2 separate regions of the Mus musculus genome follow, and region 2 is linked to region 1. A link is a contact called in public promoter capture Hi-C data. All regions are on one chromosome and are shown on one strand. The core of a region is the stretch at or near the end of the contact, and the rest is flanking DNA. Distances in the headings are between cores, read along the strand shown. Region 1 holds the start of Slc22a15 (solute carrier family 22 (organic anion/cation transporter), member 15). Region 2 holds the start of Ngf (nerve growth factor).

Region 1 (4,406 bases), core at 858-3,357:
ATCAGGGTAAATAGTACTTAGAGGATTGTATACCCTTTCACATAATCACTCTTTACAAAGGAGATTGTAACAAGGTGCAGTAGGCTGGCTAGCCTGCTCTCTCAGCCTTCTAGAAGACAAAAGCAGGAAGATCAGGAGTTTAAGGATAGCCTTGGCTATATAACAAATTTGAAGCCAACTTGGGATACAGCAGTGCTTATCTTAAATAAATCAAAGATGGCTAGGGAGAGAAAGTGTTGAAAGCCAACAAGCTATAAACACTGACACTATCTAGCTAGTAAAAGAATCACAAAGTAACAAAGCTAAACAAAATATATATAAAAAAAATTCCAAAGTCTGCGAACTACAATTTTATATTCAAATATTTTCTGTGTAGAAAAAAAGTGGGAAAAATGCAAAACAAATAATGAATTATTTAATAAATAACTATGTAACACTAAACAAAGTATGTCATAATAAAAATAACGAAAAGTGGGGTGCAAATACAGCCAGATCATGGTCTAGGAGGGCAAAATGAGCAAGTTTATTCCCAAAACAGTCGTAAATAAAAATGGAAACATTTTTAGAAAAAAAAATAGTAAAAGTTCTTTAATAAGAAACAAAGCTGAGTGACCCCTCTCCTCCCTGCCCCTCCCTCTTCTCACAGAGAGCACTGCCTGCCAAGAAAGCTAGACCATATGGTTAAAGGGAAGTCTTGCTGCTTTATCTTTGTAGTCCTGGCTGCCAGGGATCTCATTCTGTAGCTGAGCCCAGCCTCTGCTTCCCCAGGGCTGGAATCAAAGGTCTGTGCTGCCTCTATGGCTGCTGCCACCACCACTGGCTTAAGCACTTCCAATTCATCTTTTGTGGCCACCACACTGGCTGCTTCCAACCCTGCCATAGTCAACATTGTATCATTTTATTACAATAATTAGGTAGATGACCACTAAAGGGCAGTTATAAACAGCAGACATAATTAATGGGAAATTGTGGAAGCACAACAAGAATGCTTGCAAGACAAGGGGACCTCCTGGTCATCCATTATACTCTGTATTATATTCAGGGGATGGTTCGTTTTAACGATCAAAACCTAGCCTCGGCTGGGAAGGAAGTTCCCATTCACTCAGTGAGGAGCAGTCTAGAGTAGGTTGGCCCTGGACATGCTTCTGAGGGAATTTGTTTAAAAACTGGGTTGTTAGAAAGCCCCCCCCCCCCATATGTGTGAGGCCATTTCATAGGTTGGGCCCTAGTCTGAACGAATGAGTGAGGGAACTAGCTGATCACTGGTGAGCGCATCCATCACATCACTGCCCTCTGTTCTTGTCTGTGGATGCCATGTTACTAGCTGCTTAAGTTCCTGGTGCCTCGACTTCCCAGCAATGATGGGCTCTGAGAGAAACTGTGAGCCAAATAAACTCCACCCCCCCCCCCGCCCCCAAGTTTCTTCTGTCATGCTATTATCACACCAACAGAAAGCAAAGGTAAACTTAGCGATAGTTTAGATTAGTAGTTCTCAACCTTCCTAATGCAGTGACTCTCTAACACAGTTCCTCGTGTTGTGGTGACCCCCTAACCATAAAAATAATTTTTTGTTATTGCATAACTGTAATCTTGCTACTGTTATGAATTGTAATGTAAATATCTGATATCTGACCCTTGTGAAAGGGTCTTTGGTCCTGACCCACATGTTGAGATATGCTGGTTTAGATACTTGCAATAGTTTAAAAACAAAACAGGATTAGGTGTGGGGCCACTAGTAATCTGTCCCCACACTTCTTCAGCCCTGTGCCAAACTCCATTGACAGACCTTGGCAACCATGACCCCCTGCCCTTGTCCCTTGTCCCTTGTCCGTGGGCCTAGTGGGCACTACTAAGTGGATGTCTCGAGGCGCGGAGCTTACATCTGACCCTGTGTACCTAAAGCAAGACAAAGGAGGAAGGGGACAGATGCCTCCCGGCCCTCTTCTCGGAAGGCTCTAGAGCTCTGAGCGCCCCCGCATTCCACCGCTTTGTGCGAAGGGGCGAACCCCGCGGGACACGGCGTGGAGCTGCCGGCCCCTCCCGTGAGTCGCCCTGGCCGCCCGCGCCGCACCCACTTCCTCTTTCCCTTCCGCGCGCCAGCCAACCGCTCGCCAAAAATTCCTGTCACTTCTGACAGGAAGCGGGGAGGCCGCGCCGGGGCGACCAGCATCGCATCTCCGCCGCGACCCCGGACCCGGTCGTCTGCAGGGTCCCGCCTGCGCCTGGGCCCCAGCCCCGCCCGGTTCTCCACCCCCGGCTCGGCCCAGTCCTCTGTCCCCGCCTCGGCCGCGGTCCGCCCGGTCCTCCTTCCCGGTCCCTGCCGCTCGGCCCTCCGTCCCCGCCCGGCTCAGTCCTCGGTCGCTCCGTCGCCCGATCTTCAGCCACCGCGCAGCCAGGTCCTCCGTCGCGGTGGCGGCCGGGTCCTCGGGCGCGAGCCCGCCATGGAGGTGGAGGAGGCGTTCCAGGCGGTGGGCGAGATGGGCCTCTATCAGATGTACTTGTGCTTCCTGCTGGCTGTGCTGCTGCAGGTGAGTCCCCGGCTCCCCGCGGCCCCCGGGGCGCTCTCAGCTCAGGCTGGCCCCAGGTGTGGCGCGAGAGCGCAGGGAGGGAGGGGGCGGGCGGGCGCCGCGCGGTGGCGGGCCAGCCACTGAGCTCTCCCAGGCTGTCACCCAGAGCCTGGCACTGACACTTCGCCACCAGAGCTAGTTGAAAGATGAAACCCATTACCCGGGATCAAAAGGATTCGGCACCCTAACCCCTTACAGAGTGAGACAGAGAAAGCATGGACAACCTGCCCACAAAAGATCAGGTCTAGCTAGTATGGCCTCCTTCAGCCCTCTCTGAGATTGAGGGAGGCTTCCTATTAAAGGGGCTTTCCATCCACGGGAATTTATTTCTCTCTAGTTAAAGTTCTACTGGGTTATTAAGCTCCGAGGCCAGCTTTGGTCTAGGGAAATGATACCATCCACACAGTGTGGTTCATTGTATTGAATTCTCAGAAACCAGCTGCACACCTCAACCTAAAACTCTTGATTTTAGGAGTCCTTGGGCTCTTTAAGAGGTTCATTCTTGTAGTCCTAGCACTATGGAAACTGAGGCAGGAGAAGGATGGCTCTTCTTCTAGGCAAATTCAAAGCCAGCCTGAGCAGCTCAGATTGTCCCTAGGAAGCAGGTCAGTCAGTGGTAAAGCCCTAGATGTGCAAGGCTCTGGGTTTGATCCCTACCACCAGGGCCAGAAAATGAAGCTAGCTCCCTGTCCCGGAGGCTTGCAATCCTGGGATGAAGTGGTCTGTGACACTGACACTGTGAGGCTGACAGCTGAGCTAAGTAAGTTAAGGTATTATTGCAAGGGAAGTACTGGCTGGCCGCGGTTATAACCAGAGCCCACAAGTTGCTTCAACGTTGTGTTGATGCTGCAGCAGGAAGAGAGGCAGTAAGGTAAAACTTAATCTACTGATTCTCTTTCCCCATTAAAATCTTCAGTTGACTTCAGCACCAGGCAGAACATCGGTTCAAGTGGTGATACTTGGAAGCCTTTCTCTTAGCAGAGTAAGAATTAGTATAGAGAAATAGAACTGCAACTGCAATGTCTGGTCTTCATGTATAATGGTTTCTTTGACAATATTCCATCTAACCAGGAGTTCCAAGTATATATCCCCTCTCCTGGCAATCCTTTTGGCCACTTCTCTGCTCCACTTCTTGTGTTAGCATCTTATTTGCCTAGCCAGGTGGTTGCCAACTTAGAATCAAATCTTGAGTGTGGCACTGAGAAGGCCAGTATTCTGGGTCAGGACCTGTTAACTTTCCTGGGCTTTTATCACCTCGTTGCCAGCTGGAGATGCAGGGCCTTGCGCTTTTTATACGAGAGCTTTACTGCTGACCTACACCTTCTTCCCCTCCCTCCCATGCTTTTATTAATGGCTGACCTAGTTCATTGTAGTTTGTTAAGGAAGAGTTCCAAGCCCATGATCTTTTTGCTCAGCAACTGTTGGTTGATTTATGGTCACCATTTGCCAAGTTTTCAAGTGTTATTGGCAATGGATGGTTGTTTATCTTGTAGGTGTGGGCTGTATGGGTTGCCGTGTCCCTGCCTCCACCTGAGTTCCACGGGAAGACGACTTTATAATTCGATGTGTCTGAAAGGATAGCTGATTCTTCTGAAGTCCCTGCTGTGGAGAAGTGATGAGGGTCACACCGTAGCGTTATTGAAGACCTTACTGTACTATAGTCTAAGTCCAGCCCATTGCAATAGAAGAGTTCAGCCATGGAGAGAACCTGCCGTTCTCACTGCCTGCATCCGCAGTGAAAAAGATGCCTCTGATCACAGGCTTAAACACGTGCAAGAAGTCAGAGCAGATGAAGGAAGACCCAGATGAAGGAGCAGTTGCAGGCCCAGCTGCTGTACT
Region 2 (3,994 bases), core at 349-2,848, 550 kb before region 1:
TCTCCTCCAGCTGCGTGTCCCCTGTGAACCTCTGGGAATACCATCTATGATGAGTTAGTAATTCAGGTTGCCAGGCTGACACATGGCTTACTCAGCAGACGAAAACCGAATGTGGCCCGTGACTCTGGAGAGAGGGGAAGTTTCATTTGGTAGAGAACTGTTACACTGGCCAAGCAGGGTGGTAAGGGCGACTGCACTGCCCTCTGAACTGCTGGGAGAGGGGCAGGCAGCCCTTTTCATCAGTTATAACTGAGTTTCAGGAGTTCGAGACCCTGAGGAGACGTTATGGATGGGACCTCTGTGGCTAGTTCTGAGTTTGCAAAGTTCAGCTGGCCATGCCTATGGGGAGAGTAGACTGGTACTGCCAGAGAGGACTCTGGGAGGATGGGGGCAATACATCAAATGGCTTTTCTCCAGGGTTTCCATTGGCCTCCCATGATAGATGGGGGCAGAGGCACCCAGGAGAGCAGTATTTTTGGTCTGCAGCTGGGAACGTGCACTGAGTTTTCCTTAATACCCACAGCACCCAAAAGACTTCGTAGTAATACACTTTAACGCACGAAAGACCCATAAATTATCCTTCAAACTGCACAATTTCCAGTCTGGAACAACTTGGAAAAACCAGCCTAACAAGCAGGCTCTTCTTGACTCTCTGAAGTAAACCTGATGAGAAAGGTCAAGCCAAAAATCACCTTCCTTATGAATCTCAGAAAGTTTTAGGAAAGCAAGAGCATTGTAATCAAACGGTGCTAAAGACGCCTTATGTTTACATTGGATTCAAGTTTCAACACCCTGACCCCAGAATCCTCTCTCCCTCCCCTGCAGCTTCTCTGCCTGAACCCAAGAGCGACCGCTGCCCTTCCCAATCCCGGGTGCCAGCCTCTGCCACACCTGGCAGCAGACAGCTGAATGTACTGGGTGACCCAAGCAGTAAGGCTATGCCTTGGGATGCCCAGCAGGCCCCACCGAGGACCCTGGTGCTCGGCACTTGGAACCCAAGCTTCCAGAATCAACCCTTGGTACCCACAATATTACACTCTGAACCCTGCTACAAACACCGAGTCTAGATCACCCTGGCTGACAGTCCTCTTACCTAGGAGCAGAGAGGCGCTCTTGGGTCTGTGAGCACTGCCCAGTCGGCGTGCTGTGCACTCGCCCTCTACCGCGCGCGGGCTACTGTTCCGCCACCCCAGCGCGCTCGCAGCGCGCGCATCCCTCACTCCAGGCTCTCTTGAGCGCTGTCCCCTTCTAGCCTGAGAGCTCAGGCTGGGCAATGCAGCTTCTGCAGGCGCCAGTGTTGACTTTGGTACTTCTGGTCATCCAGGAACAGGGAATTTCACGACCAGGGAGACCCTCACTCCCTTCGCTTCCCTTGCGTGCCCACGATCTCGTGTTCCTACATCTACTCGGGACAGTTCTTTCAAGGGTGCGCTTCAGCCCACAAAGATCTAGCTAGACAGGGATCCAAGCACACCGTCCCAGGGAGCCCGGCAACCCCAGTCCGCCGCACCGCGTTGCACCCGTATCGGGGCTCGGCTCAGAGAAGCCTGACTCACCGATGCGCTCCCCTCCGGCTCCAGGCGCTCTCTGCCGTGCTGGAGCACAGAGCTTCTTTAACAGGCTTCCTGACTGTATTTAGCCCCTCCTCCAGGCTCGTCACACCCTCTCCAAATCCTGCCCCCCACTCACCCGACCCCTCCCTCTCTGGCCAACTCCAATCCCAGCCCGCACCTGCTGTGACTAGACCCAGGGGTCCGGGTTGTAAGGGTCCTGGGGACAAGGGATGGATAGCTCCCGAGTTGATGGGACATAGCCAGGAAAAGCCAGTCAGGGAAGAATTCAAAACCCCTGGTTTAGATGAAAATGCATGGTGGGGGGAGGTCACAGATGCAGAGAGAGATTTTCTAGGGCACCAGGCAAGGTAGCTGGCTCCAAACACCAATGGGCAGACAGGCTGAGCAGGGCTGAGTTGATTGGCTGAGTTGGAGTCCCTTTACCTCTTCCCCTGGCTCACTGCCTTGCTAGCCTCCTGGGGTGACTTAGTCTTCTTTGGTGGCCAGGATATCAGGTGTTGCTATCTCTGCAAATCTGAGAGCTGAAGGAACACTGAGAACACCCACAACACCGGAAACTCCTGGATTGGCCAGTGCCAGGGGTTGCTCTGAAACCAGGCAGAAGCAGAATTAACTAGAATGTCAAGACAGAGGTATATCTGCCTGAGGTCAAAGGAAGAGGACCTTAGGTGTTCAGATTACCCCAACTCCCACTCCCACTGCCAGCCTTAGCACTGGCATTGCAGGGGCCTCCCAGGAGAGCTGGTCCCTTGGAAACTGTAGATGGAACTGTGTCTGTATGTGCTCCCTGCGTGTTTCTAGATCTGGGGTCCTAGGGCTTCTGTCGGTTTTTAGGAGTCAGTAAACACAGACCCAGGAGAAAGCCAGGCCTTCTGCACCACCCCAGGGCTCACCTCAATTCTCTCTCACCTCTTTTGTCTACTTACTTATGGTGGGGGGTCCTCAGTTGGCCCTCCAGAATGTCTTGGATCTGATAGATTCAGGAGCTGATGGGGTCTTCCCCGTTTGACCTCCCCTTCCTCTATGGTGTTTACACCTCAGCTTCAAGGGAGAAATATGCCCTAAGTCAGCTTTTTCACCAAATGTGCACTAACAATTGTAATAAAATTCTATGGATTTTGGAAATGAACACACACACACACACACTTGTGTGAAATGACTTACTTCCTTCGGAAAGACATGTTCTATGCCCCACCCCCACCTTCATGAATGCCACAGGAAGGAATGGATGCAGGAAAGTGAGTGACAGAGGGAAGGTAAGGTACGAAGGTGACACCTTAGTCTAGGCAAGAATCATGCTCCATGAAGTTGGGATGGAGTGAGGCCCAGGTGGTCCTTTTTCCCCATTGAAGGTCACGTGGGAAGGAGAGGACCTATTGATGTATTTCCAGTCCTCTGAATTTCAACTTCCCTTTGACTTTGACTTTGTCCCCACACCTACCATCATGCCATTTCAGGTACTCTGGGGAGGATGAAGGAAGAAGAGAGTGAACTTTTTTTTTCCTTGTTAATGCTCTGTGAGGTCCAGGCTGGTGGATGAACACACATTAGGAGTAAAGGTGAGAGACCAGGCAACACCAGAATAGCAGAAAACAGAGCTGACATCATGGCCATGATGCTCTGTGAGGAAACTTATCACTGTTAATGAAAAACTAACAATTACCAGATAATAGGATACATTTCTCCATTAATCATTTCACATATAACACTGTATTTTTTTTAAAGCACAAGCTCAAATAATAACTACCTGTGCATTCAGGGGTGGAACTACAAATGACACAAGCTGAGCTTTTGTTTGTGTCCTTGTGGTGTCACCTTGAAGGACAGAAGGATTTCAATCACTTGTGTTTTTTCCAAAAGAAGAAATTTTAAAAAGCAAAGTGAGTAAGATCTAAGCCCAGCTGTCCTGCCCCCAAATTGTTGTTCATATTTACACGTCTTGATAAAAGTTCATTGCTAGCTCTAACTAGATCTGTTTCTGTCCCTGAATTTGAAGGATCTTAACCAAGTATGAATATATAAACAGCAATCATCATTTACCGAGTTTACTCTGCTGTGTACTGGGAGATGGCTGCCACCTGCTGCCACAATTGTTCCCATGATGGCTTGATTATTAGGTCCTACCACACTATTGGTCTCCCCAGGACCTGGCACAGGGACCTGATATGGTGATAGCCACTTGTGGGTGTCAAATAATCCATCCATCCTGGGTTGATTTTCATAACAGCTCAGCCTGGTTTCCAATGACCATAGTCCAGTGCCTACTCTTTTTGCCTTTTCCCCTTTCAAGGACTCCCACAGAAGTGTCCTCCTGGGTCACTGAGCAAAGGACCTCAAGGCCTGGCTCAGTTGCATTTACAGGAATGAAAACCAGCTGAGAGGGCAGTGACCAGGAGGCATGGTGCCAATCAGCAGAGAAT

Evidence for each region. Promoter capture Hi-C pulls out the DNA fragments that hold promoters and counts their contacts.
Region 2: a promoter capture Hi-C map of embryonic stem cells shows a contact between it and region 1, with 4 times the contacts expected there. The contact joins the promoter of Ngf here to the promoter of Slc22a15 in region 1. A contact is called at or near these places in 2 of 39 promoter capture datasets (both in embryonic stem cells) and 1 of 115 datasets of contacts at active chromatin or transcription factors (pancreatic cancer cells).

What each region holds. Positions count from the first base shown.
Region 1 is chr3:101,922,154-101,926,559 of GRCm38.p6, reverse strand. It overlaps Slc22a15 (solute carrier family 22 (organic anion/cation transporter), member 15), which reads left to right and starts at 2,107. Exons shown (of 12, transcript NM_001039371.2): 1 at 2,107-2,528. The coding sequence starts at 2,442.
Region 2 is chr3:102,467,523-102,471,516 of GRCm38.p6, reverse strand. It overlaps Ngf (nerve growth factor), which reads right to left and starts at 1,598. Exons shown (of 3, transcript NM_001112698.2): 1 at 1,557-1,598.